Regions from separate parts of the Mus musculus genome. Here regions 1, 2, 4, 5, 6 and 7 are each linked to region 3. A link is a contact called in public ChIA-PET, HiChIP or PLAC-seq and promoter capture Hi-C data. All regions are on one chromosome and are shown on one strand. Each heading gives the region's core, a stretch centred on a gene start, on an enhancer-like site or on the middle of the called end of the contact. The rest is flanking DNA. Distances are from core to core; before and after follow the strand shown.

Evidence for each region. Promoter capture Hi-C pulls out the DNA fragments that hold promoters and counts their contacts. ChIA-PET counts read pairs in DNA pulled down with a chosen protein or histone mark. HiChIP or PLAC-seq counts read pairs in DNA pulled down with a chosen protein or histone mark. Capture Hi-C pulls out chosen DNA fragments and counts their contacts.
Region 1: a promoter capture Hi-C map of pre-B cells shows a contact between it and region 3, with 2.9 times the contacts expected there. The contact joins the promoter of Map1lc3a here to the promoter of Rbm39 in region 3. A contact is called at or near these places in 1 of 39 promoter capture datasets (pre-B cells) and 1 of 115 datasets of contacts at active chromatin or transcription factors (memory CD8 T cells).
Region 2: a promoter capture Hi-C map of adipose tissue shows a contact between it and region 3, with 2.7 times the contacts expected there. The contact joins the promoter of Soga1 here to the promoter of Rbm39 in region 3. A contact is called at or near these places in 1 of 39 promoter capture datasets (pre-B cells), 1 of 115 datasets of contacts at active chromatin or transcription factors (memory CD8 T cells) and 1 of 9 other capture datasets (adipose tissue).
Region 4: a contact with region 3 is called in an RNA polymerase II ChIA-PET map of memory CD8 T cells, with 14 read pairs. The contact joins the promoter of Pigu here to the promoter of Rbm39 in region 3. A contact is called at or near these places in 2 of 115 datasets of contacts at active chromatin or transcription factors (memory CD8 T cells and microglia).
Region 5: a contact with region 3 is called in an HNF4G HiChIP or PLAC-seq map of pancreatic cancer cells. The contact joins the enhancer-like site here to the promoter of Rbm39 in region 3. A contact is called at or near these places in 1 of 39 promoter capture datasets (pre-B cells), 1 of 484 Hi-C or Micro-C datasets (centroblasts), 3 of 115 datasets of contacts at active chromatin or transcription factors (large pre-B cells, pancreatic cancer cells and pro-B cells) and 1 of 9 other capture datasets (liver).
Region 6: a contact with region 3 is called in a promoter capture Hi-C map of liver, with 2.9 times the contacts expected there. The contact joins the promoter of Ndrg3 here to the promoter of Rbm39 in region 3. A contact is called at or near these places in 2 of 39 promoter capture datasets (liver and pre-B cells) and 3 of 115 datasets of contacts at active chromatin or transcription factors (effector CD8 T cells, embryonic forebrain and extraembryonic endoderm stem cells).
Region 7: a contact with region 3 is called in a promoter capture Hi-C map of pre-B cells, with 3 times the contacts expected there. The contact joins the promoter of Samhd1 here to the promoter of Rbm39 in region 3. A contact is called at or near these places in 1 of 39 promoter capture datasets (pre-B cells), 3 of 484 Hi-C or Micro-C datasets (B cells, CD8 T cells and regulatory T cells), 3 of 115 datasets of contacts at active chromatin or transcription factors (bone marrow-derived dendritic cells, effector CD8 T cells and pancreatic cancer cells) and 3 of 9 other capture datasets (adipose tissue, liver and macrophages).

What each region holds. Positions count from the first base shown.
Region 1 is chr2:155,274,178-155,277,902 of GRCm38.p6, reverse strand. It overlaps Map1lc3a (microtubule-associated protein 1 light chain 3 alpha), which reads right to left and starts at 1,539. Exons shown (of 4, transcript NM_025735.3): 1 at 1,257-1,539; 2 at 890-945; 3 at 699-805; 4 at 1-428. The coding sequence starts at 1,296. The coding sequence ends at 266.
Region 2 is chr2:157,077,900-157,081,807 of GRCm38.p6, reverse strand. Soga1 (suppressor of glucose, autophagy associated 1) reads left to right here and starts at 2,543. Exons shown (of 15, transcript NM_001164663.1): 1 at 2,543-3,579. The coding sequence starts at 2,899. It also overlaps a transcript of Tldc2 not described here.
Region 3 is chr2:156,177,984-156,181,770 of GRCm38.p6, reverse strand. Rbm39 (RNA binding motif protein 39) reads left to right here and starts at 1,533. Exons shown (of 17, transcript NM_001291114.1): 1 at 1,533-1,884; 2 at 2,531-2,594. The coding sequence starts at 2,544.
Region 4 is chr2:155,355,147-155,359,134 of GRCm38.p6, reverse strand. Pigu (phosphatidylinositol glycan anchor biosynthesis, class U) reads left to right here and starts at 1,711. Exons shown (of 12, transcript NM_001004721.1): 1 at 1,711-1,869. The coding sequence starts at 1,740. Mir695 (microRNA 695) reads right to left here and starts at 2,318; the gene lies at 2,210-2,318.
Region 5 is chr2:157,169,037-157,173,105 of GRCm38.p6, reverse strand. Rbl1 (RB transcriptional corepressor like 1) reads left to right here. Exons shown (of 22, transcript NM_011249.2): 15 at 2,976-3,239. It also overlaps the pseudogene Gm14277. Among named protein-coding and RNA genes, the nearest start is that of Rbl1, 33 kb to the left of the region's middle. Within about 2 kb of position 2,790, at least 81 of the 459 cell types and tissues checked have an H3K27ac peak or open chromatin away from gene starts, as enhancers often do. A contact at or near this core is called in pancreatic cancer cells, where this site is marked.
Region 6 is chr2:156,989,385-156,993,673 of GRCm38.p6, reverse strand. Ndrg3 (N-myc downstream regulated gene 3) reads left to right here and starts at 1,563. Exons shown (of 16, transcript NM_013865.2): 1 at 1,563-1,675.
Region 7 is chr2:157,133,451-157,137,373 of GRCm38.p6, reverse strand. Samhd1 (SAM domain and HD domain, 1) reads left to right here and starts at 2,278. Exons shown (of 16, transcript NM_018851.4): 1 at 2,278-2,495. The coding sequence starts at 2,285.

The DNA.
Region 1 (3,725 bases), core at 290-2,789, 900 kb after region 3:
AAAATGACAAACCCCACAGAGCAGGGATGCTGCTCCCCACCCACTCCCAACCCAGCCAGCACCCAAAAGAGCAACCCGAACATGACTGGCCCAGGACCTACCCAGGATGTGGTAGGCTGGCTGGTGGCCCCTACCTGGGGGGGGGAGTGGGTGTCACATCTCTGCCTAATCCACTGGGGACTGAAATAGCTTAGTTTAGGAGCCAGGACCTCCCTGGGGAGAACCTGACCAGAACTCCCAGCCACCCCCCTCCCCTCCTCTTGACTCAGAAGCCGAAGGTTTCTTGGGAGGCGTAGACCATGTAGAGGAATCCGTCTTCATCCTTCTCCTGTTCATAGATGTCAGCGATGGGTGTGGAGACGCTCACCATGCTGTGCTGGTTGACCAGCAGGAAGAAGGCCTGCGTGGGGTTGAGTTGCAGGCGGCGCCTGTGGAGGCAGGCAGGCATGCCAGGTGAGGAGGCTGCCTGCTGGAGGCCTAGGTGACCCTCCCAAAATGTTACTGAACCTTCACTTTCGGTCCATCTCAGCCAGAGGCTCTCACCTCTACTGAAGCTCGTCCCAACCCCGACCTTGGTCTTTTCCAGCCTCCTAGAACAGGGGCCCGGTGTCCCAAATCAGTCCCCTCGCCCCACTCCATCCCTTCTTGTGGAACCTGACCCTGCCCCACCCAAGGCCTGTAGGAGGCTGCCCACGCACCGGATGATCTTGACCAACTCGCTCATGTTAACATGGTCTGGGACCAGAAACTTGGTCTTATCCAGGACAGGCAGCTGCTTCTCACCCTTGTAGCGCTCGATGATCACCTGGAGTGGAGTGGGCGGGGGACTCGTAAGCCAAGGGCGGGACCTGGCAGGGCAGGGCGTGGCTGGGGGGTGCTAGAGACTCACCGGGATCTTACTGGGGTGCTGGTCGCGGATCTGCTGCACCTCCTTACAGCGGTCGGCTGCGGACAGAGCTCTGTGTGAGGCCCAGCGGTGCTGAGGCCTCCCGCGACTCCGCCTCGCTGATCCCCGAGGGGCGGCTCCCGGCCCGCCCCGCCCCAGCGCCCGCCCCCGGGGCCGTCGGCCCCGCAGCCCTCCACCGGGGGGACGCGGTAGGGAGGCGGGCGACCCTGCCAGGCCTTGCGGCCTCTCCACCCGGGGTCCGGCCGGCCGGTGCCTGACGTCATGGGGCTGACGTCACCTGCGGCAATCGGGGTCGACTGGCACCCCCATCCCTCGATCCCCGATGGCAGTTCGCCCCCCAGGGCCTCACCGAAGCTGCGCCGCTGCTTGAAAGGCCGGTCGGAGGGCATCGCGCGGGCCCGGCGGGGCGCGCAGCCGGGGCTCCGGGGTGCGCGGCTCAGAGATGCGTCTGCGGTTCGGCGCGCCGGGGGCTCCGGGGCTCGAGCTCAAGGGCTGCGGGGCTCGCGCTGAGCCTGGCGGTGGCGGCTGCGGGAGGTAACTCGCCTGGGTGACGTCAGGTCACAACATTCCTTAAAGGGGAGGCCGGCGCGCCGCTCCCATTGGGCCGACGGAAAACCCGCCTGCCTGGACCTGTGACGCCACGGCGCAGACAGCCCGGATTCCCGGCGCAGGTCGTAAGGAGGCGGAGCTCCAGGGCGCGTCACAGTTCTGTGACGTCACGATGGCAAGCTCCTCTCTTTGGCGCCACAGACTCAGAAGCCAGGCATTTGTCGCCTCCATCCAGTCTCTCGACGCTGCGGAGTAGTTCACCGCACCTTCATCGAGTTTAGCATTCGAGAAGGAAGGTGGAGCGGGGAGAGGATGGAACACCCAGAGTTTTAAAATTTTTAATGTGTCTGTAAGTGTATGCCCGCGGATGCAGAACATAGCATCGGATTTCCTTAGGCTGGAGTTAATCGCACTGCTGGGAATCAAGCTTAGGTCCTCTGAAATAATAGCAAGGGCTCTTAATTGTCGAACCATTGCTCCAGACCCCCCACCCAGGCTTTCAAAGAATTCTGGAACAACCATAGAAAGCATAGATTTCCAGAGTGAGGTTGGTTAATAGGTGGTTTAGATAAAGCAGGAGAGAATCGCTGAATGGGGGGGCTATATCAGAAGTGGTTAACCATGAGATGGAGAACATTCGGAACTGACAACACGCGAAGTCAGATTTTACAGGTAGAGCCCCTTGGTAGGATAGAAAGAAGTATGGTCTGGGAATGTTACCGAGGGTCAGGGTAGGATACTTGCCTAGCAGATGGAAGGCTTAAGTTCAGTATCTCAGGTTTTGCGGGAGGTGGAGGGGATAGAGGGACTGGACGGACACGGAGAGGCGGCCCCTTGAAGAACTTTAAAAATCGATTGAAAGCCAGAATCAATGCCAGATGTAGCTGGCTCTCATTTGTAGTCCTAGCTCTATGGGAGTTTGAGGCAGGAGGATGGGCTAGAGTTGAAGTAAGGAAGAAAAAAGATAAAACAAAAGAATTTACAAAGGACCATTGTTTGAAAAAAAAAGTTAGTTTGTACTTCAGAAACATACAGCTCAAAGGGAAGAAATTTGATGGGAACCAAGTTAACAGATGCACGCTTGAGTAATTCTAAACAACTGCTTATGGACAGAAATGGTAGTGATTGGTACAAAAACAAGCTGCTAAGGTAACAAGAATTCAGCTGAGATTGCCTTAAAGAGGCTGGGTGGCGGTGCCTCCTTAACCCCAGCTCTGTGGGCAGAGACGGGATGGTCTCTTGAGTTCAAGGCCAGCCTGGTCTAGATAGTGAGACCTTGTGTTTTGGGTTTTGTTTTGCTTTTTAAATGTCTTAGGGAGCTGGATTTGTTTGGAAAGATATTATTGTCTGCTTGGTCAGGTAGGGTGCTTGCCCGCAAGCATGAGGATGTGGGTTCAATTTTCGGAATATGTTAGATCCTAGAGGCTCCACCTACAAAGGGATTCAACCAGGCCTTATATCCCATCTCTACCTTCTCCAGGCAGCTCAATGCCTGGTATGTGGCAGCCCCAAATTAGGGTGGGGCGGTAGGATTACTTCCCTAAATTATGACCTTAAGTCCTATTTAGTGCCTTCACTAACCTTAGACACCTTCCCCTACAAGAAAATCTGTTAGTGCAAGGATTAGCCTTTGTTTTGAGGTTTCTGCAATGTTCTGGCTTCCCTTTCAGCAAGTGACAGGATTACTAAATCTGTCTCAGGACATCTCTCTACTGAATCCGAGAAGAATTTTTTTTAATATTTTAAATATTAAAATATTTTCTGTCTATGGTGGTAGAAGAACAACTTCCACACAGCAAATAGATAAATGTAAAAAAAAAAAAAAAAAAGACACAGCAGGAAAGATCATTAAGAGAATAGAAATGGGGCTGGAGAGATGGCTCAGGGGTTAAGAGCACTGACTCCTCTTCTAGAGGTCCTGAGTTCAAATCCCAGCAACCACATGGTGACTCGCAACCATCAGGAATAAGATCGGATGCCCTCTTATGGTGTGTCTGAAGACAGCTACAGGGTACTCACATATACAAAATAAATAAATAAGTAAATCCTTTAAAAAAGAGAGAGAGAATAGAAATGTAAAATATGGTTTTAAATACTGAAAGGGTGGGTAGTGAAGGGCTCTGAACCATGGGAGCCAGAAGCGGATCATGTAGGAACGTAAATAGGAAGGTAAATAGCACAGACCTGGAGGAGTCTCGTACTCACCTATAAAAACGCCACATCCTTGGGGTGCGGCTCAGTGGGTAGAGTACATGCCTCCCATGCAGGA
Region 2 (3,908 bases), core at 1,294-3,793, 900 kb before region 3:
CTTCCTCCTTGACCGGATGTCTGACTTTGGCTGTGCATTCCAGTAACCCACTACTGTGTGAAAAAAAAAAAAATTGGGGCAGGCAAACCCTGGTGCCTTCAGAGAGTTGTTCTACAGTTTAGGTGGCAGGGCTGGTGAGAGAATTCACTTCTCTACTCCTCACTGGTGGTGGCTCCAGGCTGTCAGGGAAGCTTCTGTAAGGTCCGGTAGCCAGTGGGGACTAGAGCTAGAGTTGGCTGGACGGACTTTACGGGACCACCCCATGAGACCTAACCGTACTTTTCATGTGGTGACCGGATTCCACGGATGGAGAGAGGGAGCAACAGAGAAAGCTTGTGAGTGAGGGCTTGCCAGATGCCATGCCATGCCATGCCACAGAGGTCTTCTGCCCAGGCTGGAGGGCAGGAAGCAGACCCTGAGGCTGTTGGCAGTGCCAGGATGGCTATGAGAAGAGCTAGCGATCCGATGGGTGACAGCAACTCCTAAAAGTTGTCCTCTGACCTTTTATGTGCACTGTGGCATGTGTGCACTTGTGTGTGTGTGTATGCATGTGTGACATGCACACATTACTACTACTACTACTACTACTACTACTACTACTACTACTACTACTACTACAACAACAATTGGAATATATATCATGTGCTTCTTTTTGGAGAATGCAACCAGACATAAATTCCTTAATCCTGCTGGGCGGTGGTGGCGCAAGCCTTTAATCCCAGCACTCGGGAGGCAGAGGCAGGTGGATTTCTGAGTTCGAGGCCAGTCTGGACTACAGAGTGAGTTTCAGGACAGCCAGGGCTACACAGAGAAACCCTGTCTCGAAAAGCCAAAAAAAAGTTCCTTAATCCTTCTGAGACAAGAGTTGACAGACTTTTGTACTCCCAGCTGTTTGGAAAGCTTAAGCCCATGAATTCAAGGCCAGCCTGGCAATAAAATGAGACACCATCTTGAGAGAGAGGTGTGGGGGGAGAATTCTAAGATTCTTTGTTGAAATATGGAGCATGGTCTGCATTAGTGCCTACCCAGCTGAGGATGGTCTCATGCATATGCCCTCACACTGCAAAAACCCATGTTCTATAGGAAGCAACAAGTTTCAAGAACTGCACATTCTCTCTGTATCACTTCAATGAGCCCCTTAAGAGCAGGGACAATCACGATAATGAACTTGTAATGGACCCATTAGAGCAGGCTAGGACTGGACTCCGCGGCTTGGGTGTAGGAGGACTCCCCAGGGTCCTCAGGGTTCCCAGGTGCTAGGCAGACCTGCTTGTACTTCGAGGTGGATGGTGGGTCAATAAAAGAAAAAGGAGTAGACCTTGAACTAGTTGGCCATGATGTAGGTCAGGTTAGGAGAAAGGGGAGGAGCCAAAGTAAAGATGAGGGAAGAAGAGGAGGACGAGGAACCCATGGAAAAGAAGGGGGAAAAGAGAAGGGGAGAGAAAGACCGAGAAGGGTCTAAAGGAAGAAAAAGAGGCTGCATAGTGTGTGTGTGTGTGTGTGTGTGTGTGTGTGTGTGTACGAGCTACCTTCTGGGTGGCAAGAGACTGGGCAGCTACCATGCTGATGAGTGCCTTCCCAGGGCCAAAGAACTTACTATGGTTTAGGCACAGTGTGGAGAGGGCAGAGGTGAGGAAGGTGTAAGGGATTCTGAGAAATTAACTCTGATAGCCTGAATAGCTCAAGAGGAAAGAAACCATGCCCACCAATACTGGGGCCTTGGAGTCTGTGGTGGAGTCAATCTGACCCTGTTGGTATTCAGGGTCACAGTCCCATGCCAGCCCCTAACCGGCCTAGAACCTGCCCCCTAAGCACCTAACGGTCTGGCATCCTCAAGGCACAGCCTGAAGTTAATCGCAAAGACCATGAAATTGGGGTCGGGGAGACAAGACTATGCCCGGGTTCATAGGCAACTAGGGTGTGCAAGATCCAAGATGCACGCGGAACGCCACGGTTCCAATGGCAGCGGACAGATAGACGAGGCAAAAGGAGTCCAGCATACTCTGTAGGATCCATCCTGCTTCCTTCTCAGACCAAGAACCGACCGCGTGCCAGGTCGTGTTCAGTTTAAGGTTCTATAGGATGGGGTCGTTTGTCATGCCCAGTTAAAGGGGGCGGAGTTCGCGCAGGCTCAGCACCCACAAGGGGCGCGCGGCGCGGTGCTGGGTGTGCATGGATGCTGGCTCCGGCCCTTTGAGGTCCGCGGGGCCTCTGCCAGGGAATAGTCTCTCCTGTCGTCCACGAGGCCCCTACGGCGACGCCGGGCTTCCAGGCTCCTCGGCCGGGTGTGATCCCCCAGCCCGCAGAGGAGCGGCCGGCGGCCCGGAGCGGCGGGAGCGAGCCGAGGCCGCGGCTGCCCGGGCCCGCCTGACCCTCGAGGGGGTCGCTGTTGCCTCGCGGATCCCTCCCTCGCTCCCCGCTCGCGTCCCTCCCCGCTGCTCCCGCCGCGTCCGCCTTTTGTTCGCCGAGCCGCGCGCCCCCGAGCCGAGGCGGCGGGGCGGGGAGCTGGCGGGGCTGCGTGGGGGGCGGGCCGCGCCGGGCGGAGCCGGGGCCCTGGCCTCAGCCGGACTGGGAGTCCGAGGCGGCGATCGCCGAGCAGGCTGCAGTCGGGGTCCGGGCGCACTCCGGGGGCGCGGCGAGGCGGAGGGGGCGGGCACCGGGCGGAGCCGGAGTCGGAGTCGCGGCGCCTGGAGGAGATCGGGCCGCGCGCTGAGAGCACCGAGTGGCGGAGAGGCCGCGCGGCGCGGGGCAGGGCCCGAGCGCAGCCCCCGGACGCAGGAGACCGGAGCGCAGTCGCGGCCTGAGCGGCGGGAGCGCATCCGAGACCCGCCGCAGGGACACCCAAGCCGGCCACTCCCGGGCCATGCGCGCCGCTCGCTGAGACCCGGGGAGGCCGCGATGGAGACGCCAGCGGGAGAGTCATCGGCGCGGGGCTACGGCCCCCCGCCTGCGCCCGCGCCCGCCGCGGAGAGGAAGAAAAGCCACCGCGCGCCATCACCAGCCCGGCCCAAGGACGTGGCCGGCTGGTCTCTGGCCAAAGGCCGCCGCGGCACAGGCCCGGGCTCCGCTACAGCCTGTGGCACCGCGTCCTCGGCGAGGCCCGACAAGAAGGGGCGCGCGGTGGCTCCTGGTACCCGAGGCACGGGGCCTCGGGTGGCCGGGGTGCGCACGGGGGTCCGCGCCAAGGGTCGCCCTCGTCCCGGTACCGGGCCCCGCCCGCCGCCGCCGCCGCCCAGCCTCACGGACAGTAGCTCCGAGGTGTCGGACTGCGCGTCGGAGGAGGCGCGCCAGTTGGGCCTGGAGCTGGCGCTGAGCAGCGACGCCGAGTCTGCGGCGGGCGGCCCGGCGGGGACCCGCACCGGGCAGCCGCCCCAGCCAGCGCAGTCGGGGCAGCAGCCTCCGCGGCCTCCCGCCTCCCCGGATGAGCCGTCGGTGGCCGCATCGTCGGTGGGCAGCAGCCGCTTGCCACTCAGCGCCTCGCTAGCCTTCTCCGACCTCACCGAGGAGATGCTGGACTGTGGGCCCGGAGGCTTGGTGCGGGAGCTGGAAGAGCTGCGTTCCGAGAACGACTATCTCAAGGTGGGGACCTGGGGGGGATGGGGGAGGCGCAGGGGCGGGAGAGGACTGGTCATCCGGGCTCAAGAGTCCAGGGCGCTGACCAAGCAGGGAGAGTGCCCCACCTTCTCTTCCCACTTTTCCGGTGAGGAGGATTATGGATAAGACACCGAGTAAAGGACCCCAATGTGCACTTTCCCACCCGCGGTAAAACTGTTTTAGAGGACACGTTCTGATGGGTGAGTGGGGATAGTCAGCCAAGGCTGACCTTCCCCCCCTCTAACCTGCCCAGGACCCCGGTCCCAGATCAGCAGGCTTTCTCGGCTCTCTGTTCTGGAACCAATGTCCGTGTG
Region 3 (3,787 bases), core at 284-2,783:
GTTAGGCAAGACCACTGCTTATTCAGGGTGAAGGGGCATCCCTGTCACCACTCACCCTATGGTTAACATTCCTATAGAGGAAGACAGGTTGTAGCCCCTTATAGGAGCAGAGAAGTTTCAGTAGTCCACAAGGGAAGTTGGAAAGCCTAATCTTTCAGCAGGAAACTATCAGTGATTTCATGCAGTGTGCCACATCTGAGAGAGAAAGCCAGATCAGCTAAATTTTTTGGAACTCATAAGGCTGACCTCAAATTCACAGAAATCCCCCTGCTTCTGTTTTCTGAGTGCATAACTATAGACAAGCTCTACCAGGCATGCTAGAAAAGTCACCTGCCAACTGTATTACATTGCCAGCCCCAAGAAGTTTCCTGTCATCATTCCACATGCTCTTCCTACTCCTCACGAGCTTTCAGGGAGAGTCCACCTGGACATACATCCCCTGCTAAACTTGGGAATTAGTGAATATTTGCAGTCTTGGCTAGTGTCAAGCTTATCCTTGCTACTAATTATAATATTCCCCCCTTGAGGAGGAATCGGAATATATGGAGAGCTTAATTTACTTGCTCAAGGTCACATTGTTGGAGTGGCTACACCAAGCAAGGTGTGACATTTTGGACCTTTTATACCCTCAATTATTAAGCTGCTGATAGGTTTCCAGACTGGTTTGATATTTTATTTCAAAACGTTTTCTATTATGTAAAAGTGGGAGAAAAAAAAAACCTTCCAATGATCACTCAGCTTCTCTACCACAGAATTAACCACTCCCAAATACACAAAAAGCAAACCAAATAAAATCCAACAAAAATTAAACAAAAGCGGTAAATTCACACAGTCAAAATCCTAGGGAAAAGTGAGGGGACCTTTTAAAGTCACAAACCACCCCGATTCAGAGCCCGACTAAATTCAGGGGTTAGAAAGCTACACACTGCGGTTTCTTCCCAGCCCGGCCACCGCCTCCGGTTTCCAAGGGTGTTGCGAAGCTTCACTATCGAGCCCACATCTAACTGGTGACACCAAACGACAAGAAAATCGTACTTTTTATTCCCATTCCCCTGTGTACAGCTCGTTCTTGTCTGCATGCGTTTTCACCACTGGTGGGTCTGGACACGACTGTCTTAGCCCACAGCCATATGTATTATAATAGGTTGCCTTATGGCGACCTTGACAGCCATCTGTGTGGGAGGGCGGGTGTCCGGGGTGGGGGTCGGCTCTGAGAGGGGAAACCTTCACACCCAGCGAGGAGATGACACCAGCCAGGATGACAGCAACGATGCACCACTCAGCAAGGAATCCTCCCAAAGATTGACAGTCAGGGCACCAACTGTCTTTGCCCGATAGAGGACGCACCCTCGCGAGACTTGGGTGCAGCTCTGGCGGGGGAGTCCGAGAAGCCTTTCGGAATTGGGGGAAGGGAAACTGTGATCATCTGTGGCGCAATCATTGCGCGAGATTGGGCCACGGTCGCCGGGAGCCGCGGTGAGAGATCTCGCGATAGTTCGTGCTTTCCAGTCTGGAACCCGGGGCAGTTTCTCGCGAGAGCCCGTGCTTGCGGCTCCGGGAGACCCCGGGTGTTTGTGTGTGTGTATGTGTTGGTGACTGTGAGTACGGAGGAGCAGCGGCCGCCATTTCAGGGAGCTAGCCGACGCTGTCGCAGGGGTGGATCCTGAGCTGCCGAAGCCGCTGCCCTGCTCTCCGTCGCGGGCTCCTTTAATCCCATTGTTTCTTTTAGATTCGCTTGGGCCTAGACGCCCTCGGGGCCCGATATTCGGGTTGGGCGGTACCGCGGCCTGGGCCTAGTGGCTTAACAGTAGCGACAGCAGCAGCGGCGGCGGCGGCGGCAGCCGACTTCCCGTGGCGAGCACAGGCGCGCGGAAGCCCGCACAGGTACGGGGCGTCGCGGCCGGCGGGGAGTGGGTCGCCTGCCCGAGCTGGGTGCTCCGCGATGCCGAGGCTTTTCGCCGCTTTGCTCGGCGCGCAGAGGGGGAGGGGGCCTTCCCGGTACGGTGGGGTCACCTCTCCTCGGCCGTGCCCTTCATCTCGGGCAAGGACGTCGTGGGCGTTTTTTGGTAGCGGCCGGGACCTCCGTGGGGACCTCGGTCAGATAAAGATCTGTCCTTCCGAGGGCCGGGGCTGGTCGCGACCTCCCAACATGGCGCCCGTGGAACGCCGCCGTGGTACACAACCCCTCCCAGCGGAGGGAGTCTCCCTCCGCCGCTAAAATGGCAGCGCGGGTTTTGTGCGGTGAGGAAGCGCTCCGCTGCATCCTTCCTGGGGGCGCTTTTAGCCGCTCGCGGGCGGGCTTTTGAAATTCGACCTGGAGTCCTGCTCCTGTCTTAGGTACAAGGAACGTGACACTTGGCGTACCCAAGGCAGCCTTGTCTGATGGGCGTCGCACAATTTTAGCCATCGTAGCGCTTTCAAAGGAGTTTTCTCAGGCTTTGAGGATGGGAGATCAAGGGGACATTTTATCTTATTTTATTATTTAGCAGAATTGCAGGTGTACTTACAGGACTGTCTTGTTCTTCCCCAGGCGAGTAGAGAAAATGGCAGACGATATTGATATTGAAGCCATGCTTGAGGCCCCTTACAAGAAGGTGAGAAAACACGCTAGTGAGCTTTAATATATTTCTTAATTTAGCATTATTCACGAAACTACTGCTGAAATGTAAACTAACCTTCCCGGAGCCCTCTTGATTACCTTATCAGAGATGCAATACGTGTAACTTACAAAAGTAAATATATGCTATTGATGTAATAATATTGTGCAGTAGTTTCACTTCAGCGTGATGAATAAATGCCCATCTATCTCTCTTTGTAGACTTGCCTAACGATATCTCACCTCTACTCCCATGAATTCACCTTTGATTCCAGTGTGAACTGTCAATCATAAGGTAGTAATTGAGTGACTTATCGCTGTACCGTGGTCCCCTAGGTAAAATGACTCAACTAAGAATTACCAGCTCCAGTTTGGTATAGCAAAAAGGTGAATGTAGTGGTTTGGGAAAACTGCAGGGGTCCAAGAATAATAAATTACAACCAGTCTCTGGCAAGTAAATCTTAGAAGTCTTGAAAGAAGAAATGGGTGAGATTTAAATTTTATTTTATATAAATAGATATAAGACTGGTGATAGTAAACCTGAATACAGGCAGGTATTGATCTGCTTTTCAGTTAATAATTATTAAGATTCTTGGATCCCTGAATAGAAATTGGCAAAAAAGAGGAAAAAAAACCAAGAAAAAGAACAGAAGAGAGAAAAGAAAAAAAGCAAGAGACAGTATCACAGCTTAGAGTCACTTGATGACTGTTTTACTGCTCTCCATAGTGTTTATTTTTAATTAGGCCCTGCCATAGCTTTTCACACTCAAAACTAGAAAGGAAGTATTTTGGCCAGTAATACAATATGACCCATTTCGGTATCACAGTAAAAGTCAGCACTCTTCATTCTTTGACCAGTTGGTGGTGAAAATAGCAGTGTGCATGCATGCATTGTCACTGGTGTCTCAGACCTTAAGCCTGGTAACTTAGAGATCCTACTATTGGTGATGTGTTCAAACTGTGGAATAAAAACATTGCGCTTAAACCGTTTATAAATAATACATTTGTCTTGGAGTGTAGCACGACCATGTGGTGCCTTTTGGATGAATTCTGATAGCTTTAAATAGTGTAATTTTGTAATGCTAGACTCTTGAAGCCATACTTTCTGTTTTAATGTTTCTTGTCTTAGTTTAACTTGGATATAATTCCATGTAAACAGGTATGGAAGTAGGAAATGTTTAGGCTGGACTG
Region 4 (3,988 bases), core at 462-2,961, 820 kb after region 3:
AGGTGTGGTGGCACAAGCCGGCCATCTCAATGCTGAGAAGGCAGAGAGAGATAGGAGGATCAGGCTTTCAAAGACATCTTCAGATACACAATGAATTCAAGGCTTGTCTGAGCTATAATAAAGTCCCAGTGTCTAAAAACCAAAATAACTCAAAATGAAAATAAAACTTTCCAATGACACATAGTTTGGATAATCCCCAAATTGTTAACTACAGTCACTTGCCCCTGCCTGCCTCTCATGTGTGTCTCCTTCCGCAAGAGATGTTCTTCTCCTCCTTGGCCCACACTCAGTTTTTCGCTGATCCTCTTATCCTTTTGGTTGTGAGCCTAGCCTTTGAGGGCTGAGCCTTCTCTCCGGCTGTCTTTCCTGATTCTCATTTATATTTGTTGTTTCCTGACTCCGAGGCTGTCCCCTCTGCTTGGAAACCATGAGAAGGCATCCTGCCGTTCTCATCTAAAATGTCACCCTGTTCTGTCACCAGCATTCCTCCCTTCCCCATGGATATTCTCAATTATGCATTTTATTTTATTTTATTTTATTTTTCTAAAAATATAGTTTTTCCTTTTTAACTGGGGTACAGTATGATAACCCAATACAGTATACAAGTAATCATAGGGTAACTGACATATGACTTCAAACATTACTGTGCTAGGAAAAATCAAAAACCTCTACTCCCTATTTTGAAGTATTCAATACTTTTTGTTAACCATGGTCATACAATCGATGCACTGTTCCATTTTCTTCATGGATATAAAAATTTCTTGCATAATTAATTATTATAGCTAATTTTAAAGCACCCATGTAGCACTTTTCATACATAACGACTGTTGGCGCTTATCAACGGGCTCTGTTGGCGCTTATCAACGGGCTCTCCAAACCCCTGACTTGTTATGTTTGCTTATCTCTGAGCTGTACACACTCCCACCTGGAGGGATTTCAAGCTACCAACCTGAACTGAGAAAAGCAAAACTGCATCCTACACAGAATTTGCTGCAGTACATGTCCTGGTTATTATTCTCAACTTCACACAATCTAAGGTCATTTTGGAAGAGGAAACCTCAGTTGAAAAATTGCCTTCCATCAGATTGGTCTGTGAGAAATTGTCTTGATTTTGAAAAATTGATTGATGTGAGAGGGCCCAGTTCATTGTCGGAGGAGGAAGCATCCCTGGGCAGGTGTGCTGGTGTTGTGCATGAAAGCTGTTTGAGCATGAGCAGAAGAGAAAGTCTATAAAAGCAGGGTTCTTCCGCGGTTTTAGCCTCAAGCTCCTGCCTTGAGTTCCTGCTCTGACTCCCTCGGTTAAATAACTTGCTGAAGGTCGCAAAGCTAATAATTAACCACTCCAAAGTGTTTCCTCGCCACACAATATAGTGCCTTGAGGATGGTTGGCGCTCAGTAAATACGAGTGTCGCACTTTTTAAAAATATAAAGGTAAACATTTTAACATTAAAATATTCACACGAGTGAAATTATTTCTTTAAATTTTGCTCACGATCTCAGTAAAATAGGTACAATATTTCTTCACTTCTCTTGCTTGATCAGAGGCGTAGTCCAAACCTTTGCAAAAAGTTTGACACATCCCACTTTCCGTCGACTCGCCGCAGGGCTTTCTGGGAATGGTAGTCCTAAAGTCTGTGTGCTCCAGCAACAGCCACGGCACTCGTTCCACGGAGGTACTACAGTGTGGCGCGCAAGTCTTGAGGCTCTTCCGCATTGCCTGCGCGCCCGCCTCAGTTATCATGGCGGCTCCCTTGGCCCTGGTGCTTGTGGTGGCCGTGACCGTGAGGGCGGCCTTGTTTCGCTCCAGTTTGGCCGAGTTCATTTCCGAGAGGGTGGAGGTGGTGTCCCCACTGAGCTCTTGGAAGAGAGGTGAGGCCACTGACTAGAGTAGGGCGGTCGGCGCTCTGCCAGCCTGTGAATTGAATTGGAGGTGGAGGAGGTGGACACAAGCGCACGGTTCTGTGGAGACTGACCCGCGTCTGGGGGTTCTTTTCGAGCTGAGGGCGGAGCTTTGGTGTGGAGGATGGGGTGTGGAGGAGATGTGGAGTGTGAGCCCCACTACCCTAGGGATGGGTATCCGAGGGGGCGTGTCCCAGTATCCCGAGTCAGGCGGCGGGATCCGCGGAAGGATGGATATCCGAGGGTGATGTGTGCATTGGGACTTGTGAAGTGTTAGCTTTTGACAGTGAGATTGCTGGGGGTGTTCCACCGAGTAGCAGATAGCCGAGCCGGTGACCAGGACCAAGGTAACCAGTGCCTTTGTAAGAAAGGCAGCTGTGTACTTCAGTCACCTATGCCCAATCTAGGATTCCTCGTGAAGTTTTTCTTAGTTTGCTTTTTAAATATATGTATGTATGTGTGTGTGTGTGTGTGTGTGTGTGTGTATTAAACCCTATTGCATACTATCGCCTCCAAGAAGACAGAGATTGAGCTGAAGGAGCCACAGGACAGTAGAGGAGACGAACAAGTTTCTATAGTCACTTCCTTAGTGTCTGACCCTGAGTAAACTGCCTTCCCTTTTCCGGAATGAATGAATGAAGGACCAGGTTTGGGAAAAGATTAGAAAAAAGAGGACTTTAAGGTTGCAAAGGATCAAGAAATACCCGAGGTTGTGAAATATTCAGAGCAGAAAAAGATGTGGGTTAGGTTGGGGCTACAGTTTGATTTATTTATTTATTTATTTATTTATTTATTGTCATTATTACTTGTGTGTGTATGGGCGGGGGTTGTGTGTGCTTGTGGTGTGTGTTCAGAAGCCAAAGGAGGATGTCTGGTGTCTTTCTGTATTACTCTACCCTTTATTTCCTAAGATGGGGTCTACTTGAACTTGAAGCTATTTCAATTGGGCTGTATGCCCCCACCCCCGGGGGTTTCTGCCGGTCTCCACTCCTACAATCCTCCCAATGCTGGAGTTACAGGCATCTCAGGCAATGGTTATTTTGGGTCTTTTGACAGGGGTGCTGGGAATTTAGATTCAGATCTTCATGTTTGCACATTGAGTGCTCTTATCCCCTGAACCATCTGTCTAGATCAAGTTTAAGTCTTTAAACAAAACAGAACCTACATACATATATACATACATACATACATACATATATACACACATACATATATACACACATACATATATGCACACATACATATATACACACATACATACACATGGATAGCCAGCACCTAGCTCAAACACATCAGCATCCTAGAAGTCTGCTTTGTGTAGCCTTACACTTTGCTTATTATTTGATTTTGAAACGGGATCTTTTCTTTAGCCCAGCATGTACTCAGATTCATGGTGAACAGCCTTTCAAGGGCTGGGATTGTAGGTGTGAGTCACCACATCTAACTTTAGCCTCAAACTTTAATGCCTATGTTCTCATATCACTTGCTGTCATCAACTAATTTTTAAATATTAATTTATTTATTGTGTGTGGATGCTGGAGAACACTTGTGGGAGGTGGTTGTCTTTTATGGTGTGATTTCACTGGAGTAAGGTTTCTAAAGTTTCTTAGTGTATGCCAAGGAGTATAGTAAGCTTTTAAAATTTGTTTCTCCTCACTTAACCCTCACAGTGATTCTTTGTGGTAGGTGGTAGTATGCCCCCCATTTTACAGATTGTAAAAATGGGGCTAAGGGAAGGTTTCGTCTTGGTGAGTAGTAGTGGTGATAATTGTGTGAGGTAGTAGAACTTGGATTTGGTATCTTTGTGTATAATTTGTTGTTGAAATGAATTGAAGCTACTTAGTTCTTACTCTTTTCAGGATACCAGAACACTGAGAGCACCACCAGGTCCTTCTTTCTCTACACTCTGAGAGCCTAGACATTACCTGTAGTAAGACTTTCTTAGAACTGGGCACAGTGACCCAAGTCTGTAATCTCAGCACCTAGGCAGTAAGACTGTGAGTTTGAAACCAGCCTAAGTTCCTTATAGAATTCAAGGCCAGCAGAGTGAGACTCTCTTAAAAACAAAAACCAAGGGAGCTGGAGAGGT
Region 5 (4,069 bases), core at 1,541-4,040, 990 kb before region 3:
AGTAAAACTAGGTACTGAGGCCGGGCAGTGGTGGCGCACGCCTATAATCCCAGCACTCGAGAGGCAGAGGCAGGTGGATTTCTGAGTTCGAGGACAGCCTGGTCTACAGAGTGAGTTCCAGGACAGCCAGGGCTACGCAGAGAAACCCTGTCTCAGAAAACCAAACAAACAACTTAAGTATTGAGATGCCTTCACTTTAATGTGGTGGGTACTGTCGTTCAGTGGTAGACTGCTTGCCTAACATGCACAGAACACAAAAGAGCAGCAGCAGAGCACATGGTGTGCTTGTGAGATTGGCTCAGGACAGTGATAAAACATTGTGAACAACGATGCAGAATTGAATGTCTCTAGAAATATGTGACGAGCTGGGCGTGCTGCTGCATGACTTCATCCCAGCACTTGGGAGGAAGAGGAAGGTGGGTCCCTATGAGTTTAAAGTCAGTCTGTTCTGTTCCACATAATGAGTTCCAGGCCAGCCATGACTACATAATGATACCCTGTCTCAAAAACTAAAGCAAAACAAAGCCAGACATATGTAACTTACATTACAGTTTTTGTAGAAGCTCACAACTAATAGTTCTCCTTGAGTCAAAGGAAACATTGGACTTGAACTTTTGAACAATGCTGGAACTGGTGAGAGCTTGCTGACCCTTGGAAGACAAAAGTCCATTTTTGTTGTTGTATAACAGACAGAAGTTACTAATGGCTCTCTTAGGTTTCTATTGCTGTGATAAAGCAACTTGGGGAAGAAACGGTTTGTTTCAACTTGTAATCCACATCACTGTACACCTCTAAGAGAAGTCAGAGCAGGACCTCAAATAGGGCAGGAACCTAGAGGCAGGGGTGATTTAGAGGTAATGGAGGAGCGCTGTCTTGCTCACTCTACTTTCTTATAGTGCCCAGGACTGCCAGGCAACGGGCAACATGGGCCACAGTGAAGTAAGCCCATCTCAGTCATTAGTCAAGAAAATTCACTAAAGGCTTGCCCACAGGCCAGGCTGGTGGGAACATTTTCTCAGTTGAAGTTCTGTCTTCCCAGATGTCTCAAATTTGTGTCGAATTGACATAAAACCAGCCCAAAGCATTTAATTACCATTCATTGCTCATCTCTGCATATGACCTAGTATCTATGTGACTATCCTGGAAAGCTTTTTGAATGTTTTAACAGCTCTCTTATACCAACTGGAAAGTTAAAAATGTTGTCAGAGAGCCAGCATGGTAGTATATGCCTTTGATCCCAACATTCAGGAGGCCAAGGCATGAGGATCTCTGAGTTCAAGGCCACTCTGGTCTACAGAGAGAGTTCATTCCAGGACAGCCAGGGCTACACAGAAACAAAAACAAAAAACAGAGAGAGAGAGAGAAGAAAATATGAATGTGAGAGTGAGAATGTTATTGGATGGAGCACAGGGCCCCCAATGGAGGAGATAGAGAAAATACCCAAAGAGCTAAAGGGGTCTGCAACCCTATAGGAGGAACAACGGTATGAACTAACCAGTACCCCCCAGAACTGTGTCTCTAGTTGCATATGTAGCAGAGGATGGCCTAGGCGGCCATCAATGGGAGAAGAAGCCCTTGGTCTTGTGAAGATCATATGCCCCAGTACAGGGGAATGCCAGGGCCAGGAAATGGGAGTGGGTGGACTGGGGAGCAGGGGCCGGGGGAAGGTATAGGGGACTTTCAGGATAGCATTTAAAATGTAAATGAAGAAAATATCTAATAAAAAAAAATTTAGAAGCTGAAAACATTTTAAAAAATATAAGGGGAAAAAAAAGAAGAGAATGAGAATGTGGGGCACACCTTTAATCCCAGCACCCGGGAGGCAGAGGCCAGCCTGGTCTACAGAGTGAGTTCCAGGACAGCCAGGGCTACACAGAGAAACCCTGCCTCGAAAAACAAAAACAAACAAACAAAAAAGAAAGTACATGAGCTCTATTGCAGAGATCTGTTGTTTCTGTTGATGTACCTAAAAAAAACTCCTGTGACTATCTGTTATATTAACATAAAAACTTGATTAAGCTGCTATCATATTGAAATGCTGAATTTGGATAAATGAAACCTCTATTTAAATCTGTTTGATTCTAGAATAAAATATCTCTTCTTCCTTAAAGAAGAACATATAGTATCAAAACTGTCTTGAGATCCTGTGTTCACTGTAGTGAATTGCATTGGGAGAGGCCCTGTCCCTAACTGTGTCTGTGTGACAGAGGTTAATACCCCATGTCTTCCGATGTTGCACTTCGCCTTACCACATGAGGCAGGCTGGCTAGTGAGTTCTGGGGTCTGCCTGTCTCTGCCCATCCTCCCCCGCTTTATTTACTCTGTCAGGATAACAGACCTGTGCCATCACACCGTGAGGCTGGGGCTCCAAATCCCCAGCTTCTTATATTTGCATGATGGGCATTTTAACGACTGATCCATCTCACCAATCCAATATCTTCTCTTTGGTTTTGATCGGAAGAGAAGACCCTCCAACTAAGGCAGGGCCAGCAGTGGCATGTGTCACGTTTGCTCCTGTTTCCTGGTGACCCTACTAAAGATGGCTCTGTGTTTACTGATTCATAAACCACAGCCACTGCCTTAAACTGCTAGGAATGTGGGGGTGGCAAAACTGTGACTCCACAAACCGAGTTTTGCTTGTGCCTCCTCTTAATCATGGGTGCTATTTATTTAGTAGGTAATACTAAGAGCTAGAATCCATCTCTTCAGTTAGTGCTTATGTCATTCGACTGCTCAGCCTCTCCCTTGTTCTTAATGGGTTGCTCTGTTGCTATGGACAGAGCTGCAGGAATGCGGAAAGCTGAGCTGCCACACTGCTCACTCTGCTCTCTCTCCCTCTAGGCTCAGCAGTCCGTGAGTGTGGGAACCATGCTCCCTTCTACAGCTCAAGTGCTTAGTGTGTGAATAAGGAAACCTGAATTTTTTTATTTTGGAATACGTTTTAAATTTAAACCTTTTCTTTTTCTCTTTATTAGATATGCAACCATTGTCTCCGATTTCTGTCCATGAGCGCTACAGCTCCCCTGCTGCAGGAAGTGCTAAGAGGAGACTGTTTGGAGATGACCCACCAAAGGACACACTGATGGATAAGATTATGGCAGAAGGAACAAAGCTGAAAATTGCTCCTTCGAGTGTCACTGCTGAAAGCTTATCAATTTCCCCTGGGCAAGCTCTTCTGACAATGGCCACAACCACAGTCACAGGGACGACGGGACGGAAAGTTACAGTCCCTTTGCATGGTAGCATCTTCATCTCTGCCTTATATTGTTCAGTTACATAAAAATTTAAGAAATGTCTTATGACATTGCATCACATGATATAACTCTGTATTTTTTAAAAACTTGACTTTATGTATATAAGAGTTCTGCCTGCATGCATGTCTATGCACCATGTACATGCCTGATGCCTGTATAGGCCAGAAGAGGATGTCAGTTTCCCTGGAACTGGAGTATAGGTGGTTGTGAACCACTGTGAGTGGTGAGAACTGAACTTTGGGTCCCCAGCATTAGCAGCAAATGCTCTGAGCCATTGAGCCGTCTCTCCAGCCCCAGTAGTTTATTCTTAAACCTAAGTTCTTCTCTTTCCCTTTTTTTTTTTTTTAAAGAGGATGAGTTTTAGATCTCATCCCAAAAGAACTTTATCGAAATGCCAATTCATCTCAACTTTATTTCATCTCAAAAGAGGTCCAAATAATGGACTCAAAGAAATCAAACCCATGTTCAGTACACATGTATTTCATGCGTCCAACTCCCTGAACTGAACATACTATGTGAATATAATAGATACTCACTACAACTTTAATTTGACAATCAATAGACAACTCTGTCCCTACACTTATGTTTATTAAAAACTGACAAACAAACAAAACCTGTACAAAAGATATCCCCAAATTCCTTATCAAATTGAAACAGTAATCTTGAGAGACATTATCGCCTAGGACCCCCTCTTCCTCTGGCGCGACCATGTCCTCTTCCTCTACCCCGGCCTCGGCCTCTTCCTGCAACAGCTTCTCTTTTCCTAGATTTCACCTTAGGTTCAACATCCACAAGTAGTGTATCTAGAGGTAAGC
Region 6 (4,289 bases), core at 314-2,813, 810 kb before region 3:
GTGGTTTGTGTTGGCCTGTCTCAGTGGTACTGAGCTCCAAGCATGGTTTATGCTTATTCACAGCTTTATGAGAGAGGCTTTGTTTTTTGTGTCATTTATAGAACATTGGCAATGTTTCCTAATTTAGCCAGTAATATGTACTGAGGGTAAACTTGCAGTTCAGTGCTTTGTTAACAGTTAAATATAAATCATGTGGGGGCTGGTGAGATGGCTCAGTGGGTAAGAGCACCCGACTGCTCTTCCGAAGGTCCAGAGTTCAAATCCCAGCAACCACATGGTGGCTCACAACCATCTGTAACGAGATCTGACGCCCTCTTCTGGTGTGTCTGAAGACAGCTACAGTGTACTTACATGTAATAAATAAATCTTAAAAAAAAAAAAATATAAATCATGTAATAAAATGCCTTCAATACTAGTTTTGCCTTCATTCAGATTGGCTTGGGCCTGGCCTGGGTTTGTTTAATTTTACCCTTCTAGGTAGACAGTTCACTGAAGGAAGATGGCAGAAACTGATAATAGGCCAACCTACCTAATGCTACAACCCTTTAATAACATAAGTTGCTCATGTTGAGGTGAGCCCCAGACACACAATTATCTGTTGTTCCTTTATAACTAATTTGCTAGTGTTATGAATCAAATATAAATATCTGATATGTAAGCCCTGTGAAAGAGTCAGCTCCCAAAGGTATGGTGACCCTTGTGCCATAGAGGAGTGCTGTTTCCCAGCTTCTCTCATGGCTTGTTCAGCTTGCTTTGTTATCCCCTCCAGGGCCACCTACCCATAGTAGGCTGGGTGCTCCCATTATCAGTCATTACTAAGAAAATACACTACACAGTCCAATTTACTAGGGGCCTTTTCTCAACTGAGATTCTCTTCCCAAATTACTTTATTTCAAATTGACATAAAAGTTGCCAGCACATGCAGGCAACGTTTTGATTCTAGTCTGGAGAGATGACTTAGTGTTTAGATGTGCACTGTTCGTAGAGAGGACTGGAATTCATGTCTGTAATCTCCCATTTCAACATTCTGCAGCTGTCTTTAGTAGGAATCTGCTACATTTATATGAACATCACTGCCCTGCACAGATGCTCGTATATGCACAATTAACAATGAAAATCTTTAATTGTTGAGTCAATAATATGTTCAGTCGTTTTTTGTTTGTTTTGTGTGAAGTAACCAACTCTCTTGTTCTACTCAAGAAGGAAATAATATGGCTGCCATTTGTAAAAGATGGAAGAGGACTAGGAATTTGATTCCTGGAAATCGAATCCCTGAGGCTCAGGAGTGCCAGATGATCTTGAGTGTAGCTTTAAACCTTGTTAAAACAAGTATGTCATGGCCCATAAGAGCTTACTAATAATTCAACCATGAGGGAGAGGTAGGTGTGCAGAGAAAACATTTCACATCCCCTCCTGGCAGTTCTGAGCAACAGCCTCCGGGACACCGCAAGAAGAAAAACTACAGCCAAGATGGCGCTGCTAGAGACTCTGTAGGCCTGACCACCATTTTGTCTGTAGTTCCTAGCGTAAGCAGGCGCGTTGCGCATGCGTAAACCCCCGGCATCCTCAGCGCGCCTGCGCTGCGCAGCGCCCCCCCTCCTTGCTGCTGCTGCTGCTGCTGCTGCTGCTGCTGCCGCTGCTGCTGTAGATTGACGGCCCCGCGCTAGCGCTTCAGGTGAGTGAGCGCCTCTACCACAGCGGGCGGAGGGCGCGCCGCGCGGTACGCCCGCCCGGGTGTCGCTCCTCTGTGCGCTGCGGACCGATGGCCACGCGACCAGCCCCGGGTCCTCGCGGTCGGCCTTCTCTGAGCCCCCCGAGCCTATCGCGTTCAGCCCGGCCTCCCGCGCCCCTGCCGGTACCTAGTCGGCGGAGGGCAGCGTGTGACCTGTTGGGGTCCGGCGTCGCTACAGAGGTCTGCACCCTCCGTCGCTGGAACCCCCTGAGGCTGTCACCCGTTCTCCGCCTCTCACGGCGGAGCACGGAGCTCCTAGAGCTGAGCATCCACCTACCCCGTTGCCCCTCACAGCCCAGAGAGTTTTGACAGGGGCCTGGACTCGCCTTCTGTGGGTTTCTTCCCAAAGCCACAGAGGCACTCTTCTCTCCTGGGACCACAGGACCACGGTTTGTCTAAAGCCCACTTTGTAGCCAAAGAAACTGAGGCACGGAGAGGTGAAATGTCGCGTCCAAGGTCATGCAACTGACAAGTGACACGGCCAGCTCTCTTAACTCAGAGGCGGTGGGGCTTTCACAGCCAGAGCTGGTGGGGTTTGACCTTGTATCTTTAAATTTGGGGCGGTGGGGAATACACTTGTCATTTATCTAGAGTTGCTTTTAAAGGTCGTAAAAGTGGGCTACGAATAGAATTATCTTCTGGTCAGTACGGTGGAAATGCTGTTGTGATAACAATCGCGATGTTAACGTGAACTGGCTCCCTCCCAAATACTCGCTTTGTGCCAGGGATCTTGCTAAAGGTTTTATTAAGATCGGTTCACCTTTGTACCTCGCTGCTTCCCTATCCAGTGCTTTCTCCCTTCTTTTTCTCGAAGCCGTTTTTTCCCCCTGCAGAGCTCTCCTGCATGTCACAGGTAGACTTGGAGCCTCATGGCTTAAGCTGAGAGGCTCTCCCCTGTGGCTCCCTGGTAGAACACAGTAAGCCTCTCCTGCGTCAACCCCACTCCCCTCCCCCAGGGTGTCCCCCCCCCAGCCCCCCAAGGTATAATTAGCATTTCTTTTCTAGCTGTCAGGACTAGGCTGGCTGGGCTGGCTGGACTTGTGGAGGTGACAGAGCAGATTTAGCCAGTATCACCTCTTTTTGGGACTTTCTGGCTCTGCTCCAAAGCTGGTCTTGAGCATTTTCAGGCTTTAAGATAAAACGAGAAAGCGTTGACACGGTGGTGAAGAATCTAAGACACCTCCTTTGATTTGAGTTCCAAATGAACAGCTATAAAAATGTGTTGATTTTTTTTTTTTTTTTGCCCCCAAAATAACTAGCACAAACTGCCTTTTCCTCCCTTAGCAAATCCTCCTCCACACTTCAAAGGCTCCACAAAATTTTCATCTTCCCTGCTTAATTTTCCTAACTAGAATTAAATAATACATAGCAGGCTGCAGGCCCGGGTCTTATCCTCAGTAAGATCCCCCCCAACCCCACCCCCATCCCCGGCCAGGTCAGGCGCAGTCTTTGCACCCCCAAATGCCTGGGTCCTGGTTGGCCAAAAAAAAAAAAAAAAAAAAAAAAACTGAGTTCCAGCTGTTCCTTGCCGTTACTCAAAGGGTAATTAATGTTCTATTGCTATTCTGTTGGTCCTCTTGCCCTCCAGTTTCTCTTTGCTGTCCCTCCCTTTATATTTCTCTTCAGATTATCCTGTATCAGCCTTAGTCCACCCTTTTGTTTTTGAAAGTTTGCAGATGATGGTCTTGCATCTAGAAGTCTCCCCGATAGTGGAGCAGGTATATGCTTCTTTAGCCTACATGGGAGTTTTTATTTTTATGTGGCAGTAGGAGTGCCTGAGGCTTATGACATTTTAGTCTGCACTTGAAATTCATGTGAGATTCAGTTTCTCATTCTTTTACTTTGTGTGGCTTATTAGCCCAGGTGACAGCTGAGTGATCATAGTTTTTATTGTCTATCAATATGTAGTATTTGTAACATGCACGTATTAGGACTCTTTTAGAGGTCAGAGGACAATTTTGAAACAGTCAGTTCTTTTACTATGAGGATCCTAAATTGAGATCATTAGGATTGGGGGAAAGTGCCTTTACCAGCTGAGCCATTATGCCAGCTCTATATTATTATTATTATTATTATTATTATTAGCAGAGCCTTGCTTTATAGGCCAGTCTATCCTCAAACTCATGATCTTTTGACCTCAACCTCCAGGATACTAGGATTTCATGTACCACCACATCTGACTTAATAAAGTTTCTTAAAATTTTTTTTTATTTAATTATTGGTGGGACCACAGATGCTATGCTGTGCATGTGGAAATCAGAGTACAATTTTGTGGAGTCAGTTCTAACCATTCACCTTTCTATGGGTTTTGGAGACTGAATTCAGGGTTCCAGGCAAGCATCTTTCCCCACTGAAAGGCCCTAATAAAGCTTCTTTTAAAAAAATTATTATTTATTTTATGTATGTGAGTACACTGTCACTCTCTTCAGACACACCAGAAGAGGGCTTCGGATCCCTATTATAAATGGTTGTGAGCCACCATGCGGTTGCTGGGAATTGAACTCAGGACCTCTGGAAGAGCAGTCAGTGCTCTTAACTGCTGAGCCATCTCTCCAGC
Region 7 (3,923 bases), core at 1,029-3,528, 950 kb before region 3:
GTGGAAGACTGTCTTCCAGGCAACTAGGGTGAGGATCTTATACTCACACCCACAGTGACACATCCATTCCAACCAGGTCACACCTATTCCAACAAGGCCACACCTTCAGATGGTGCCACTCTCTGGTCCAAGGATATACAAACCATCACAATATGCAATAGTGTGGTGGATAAGACGTGTAATTTCAGCAGTTTGGAGCCTGAAGAAGTTCCTGTACTCAAAGCCCAGTGAGGCTACGCAGTGAGCCTGTTTCAATAAATAAATAAGTAGCAAAGGGAGGGGCCGCTAGGGTGATGACCAATCTTGGCTAGACAACTTGACTGCTCCGGGAATTATTAGATTGTTAGATTATTTGAGACCAGAAGACCCGTCCTAAATCTTCTGGTTCTTCTGCTGGCAGCCCAGATGAAAAGATATGAGAGACAGTTAAGAGCTTCTTTGCCTGCTTGCCCTCGCTCTCACTAGCACATTCATCTATGCCAGTCCTGTGGCTTTCCTTTTGGACAAAAGCCAACTCCTTTGGGATTCTAGTGTAGACAGGGGGCCAGCAGCTCTCCAGGACTCCTCCAGGACTCCAGTGCCAGGCTGGGACTATTATGACAGACAACCAGCCTCCTGGACCCAACAGTTACCACATTCTTGGCCTTTTCCAGAGTCTCACAGCCATTGTTGGACTACATGAACTAAATCCTGTATAAATCCCTTTTAAACACACACATAAATATTTACTCTAACATTTCTGTTCCTTTAGAGAGTACTGACTAAGGCAGATTTAGTAAGAGCATGGTCTTTTGCAGGAAGCCCAGTCTCTGTTGTTTCTTAGCTCCCAGCTTTTTTTTTTTTTAAGATTTATTTATTTATTTTATGTATATGACCATACTGTCCTTGACACAACACAAGAGGGCATAGGATCCAATTACAGATGATTGTGAGCCACCATATGGTTGCTGGGAATTGAACTCATGACCTTTGGAAGGACTGTCAGTGCTCTTAACCACTGAGCCATCTCTCCAGCCCTCTCTCCCAGCTTTTATACTTCACTTTCCTACATCTGAAATTCGTTAAATGAATGTTTGTAAAGCCTTTAGAACAGGGCCCTGATCACATCAGCACTGTTTGCTAAGAATATTTTGGTTCATCCGATTTCTAGTTTGTCTGTTGTTTGTTTGTTGCTGGGTAATGAACATCGGGCCTCGAGCTTGTTTTGTTTTTGGTTTTGTTTTTTCGAGACAGGGATTCACTGTGTAGCCCTGGCTGTCCTGGAACTCACTTTGTAGACCAGGCTAGCCTCAAACTCAGAAATCAGCCTGCCTCTGCCTCCCAAATGCTGGGATTAAAGGCGTGCGCCACCACACCCGGCTCTCAAGCTTGTATTTTATGCCTAAGCATCACTTACAGCTGTCGGGCTCACCACTAAACATCTCATTTGTACTGCCTGACGTTAAAATACCTAGATGTGTATGTGTCTTGGTTTCTGAAGAGGTGTCGTAAATTAGTGGTCGTTGTACTAGTAATGGGTGGATAAAGATTTATGGGGAAGTTTGGGGTCTGTCCCAAAATGGCTTAACGCCAAAAAAAAAAAAAAAAAAAAAAAAAAAAAAGAAAGCCTGCTATTTGGACACTGACTAGTAATTAGTAAAAATACTGTCTATTTGGAAATAATAGGGCGGTCTGCTGCCAACTAACTGTGAATGTGGAATCTAACAGGACAGTCCGACAACCAGCTGGCAATCACTTCAGGGTTTTCCAGTTGGGCCAGTCCCTTGTTTTCTGCTCTGGGATAGGAGTGGCAGCTTTGTTGCCTTATAGGGTTTTTTTGTTTTTTGTTTTTAATTTTATTTTAACAAGTTTACAGCTTGGGGTGTTTGAAACCTGGCAAAACGTATTTGTTTCAGGAAGATACCTGCAGTTCACCAGAAGACCTTTTTAATCTGGAGCGTGGTGAACCTTCCTTAGCCCCAGATGCCCTCTTTGGCCTTGTCCTCACTAAAGTCTCCACTCTTAACCACAACTCAGTTTTGCTTTTCTAATAACACCACCCTTTCGGAGAAACACAAGGGCGGAGTTGAGGGCGATCGCGTAGGCATTGCGCTTGCGCAATGGGCCGGGCGCGAGCGCCCCGGGGAGGCCACGCTCCCAGGGCTGATGTCCGGGGCGCCTGCGCAGTAGGCCTGGAGGCTGGCAAAACTGAATGGACTCACTTTTGGGGTGTGGTGTCAGTGCGGCTGCGCGCGAGCCGGTGCCGCGGTACTTAACTTCGCAGCCCCGGGTGTCGGAGGTAGCCATGCAGAGCGCACCCTTGGAGCAGCCAGCTAAGCGACCCCGCTGCGATGGCAGCCCAAGGACGCCACCGAGCACTCCTCCTGCAACAGCTAATCTGTCTGCAGACGACGACTTCCAAAACACCGACCTCCGAACCTGGGAACCGGAGGACGTGTGCTCCTTCTTAGAGAATCGTGGTTTCCGAGAGAAGAAAGTGCTGGACATCTTCAGAGGTAGCGGGCCTGAGGGACGAAGGATGGCCACCGTGGGGCCGAGCAGGGAGAGTCCACATGGGAGGCATCCTAAGGGGGAGGTCTCTGGGGGAAGCGGCTGGCGGGAACCCGCCGCTGGAGAAGGAGGCGCCCTGTCGGGATGCGAACACACGGGCTACCCGAGGTGGGCACAGGTGAAGTGCAAGCCCATCGGTTCACTCTGGGCGGCGAACCTAGTAGAGGCCCAGGGAGGTTTGGTAGAAGGGTCTTTTCGGGAACTTGTCACTTCTGCCAGGAGCGATCCCCGCCCTTCTTAGAAGATTTTACCCCAGACCTCCGGCTGTGGCTTGCGGTCTTTCAGGCTCACCTGGCTTGGGAGACCCTTTTGTGCTAACCGCAGCTCCCGGAACACTTGGCCCCATGAGAGATTTTGAGCGCTTTTAAGTTTAACTCTGAAGCTGGTCCCGGAATTTGGGGTTTTCCTTAAAGGGGAGGGAAGGTGCTTAATCTCTGGATTCTCACTGACTATCATAATAGCCTAGTAGGGTTCAGTATGTGCTCATTGTATTTGCAGAGTGCTACTAAGGGAATTTCTCTTCCAACATAAGAGCAAGTTATTCACTGAAACCCCAACATTCCACAACTTGGCCACTCAAGAATTTTAAGAATTTTAAGGGATGCTTCTGGTTCTTGGTCTTGCTCCCGTCAACACTTTGAATCTGCTCAACTTTTTTTTTTTTTTTTTTTTTTTTTTTTCTTGGTTGGTGGCTGTGAAGCTTAACCCCTTGCATGATCGATCCCCGGAGGTGTTCGCTTGGAAAGTGGCCCCTCCGTGGTTATGATTTTCAAATTCAGTGAACTTTACTTCTTGTGGGGTGGAGCCCCTTGTGCCTAACTGAAGGACTGACTTTAAGAAAGCTTTAAAAGGGGTTGCGGATTTAGCTCAGTGGTAGAGTGCTTAGCAAGCGCAAGGCCCTGGGTGCGGTCCTCAGCTCTGGGGGAAAAAAAAAAAAGAAAGAAAGCTTAAAAATAGGAACTCACGTTTCTCTTTTTCTCTCCCTCTACAGAAGAGTAACTTTGGGGGTGGGGGTGGGGTAAGACAGGGCCTGTCTTATGTAGTCTCTATAGACCAGCCTAGCCTCGAACTCAGAGATCCACCTGCCTCTGACTCCTGAGTACTGGGATTAAAAGTGTAGGCCACCACACCTGGCAAGATTTCATTTTAACTATATATATATAGTTATATATATAGTTATATATATATAGTTATATATATATATATATATATATATATATAGTGCTGGGGTCCTTGAGGCCAGACTGGAGTGACTCCATGATGGAGTTGCTGCCACAGGGGTGCTGAGAACTGAAGCTGAGCCTTCTGCAAGAGCAGTGAGTGCTCTTAACCATGGAACCATCTCTTCTGGCTCTGTTTTTATTTTTAGTTAT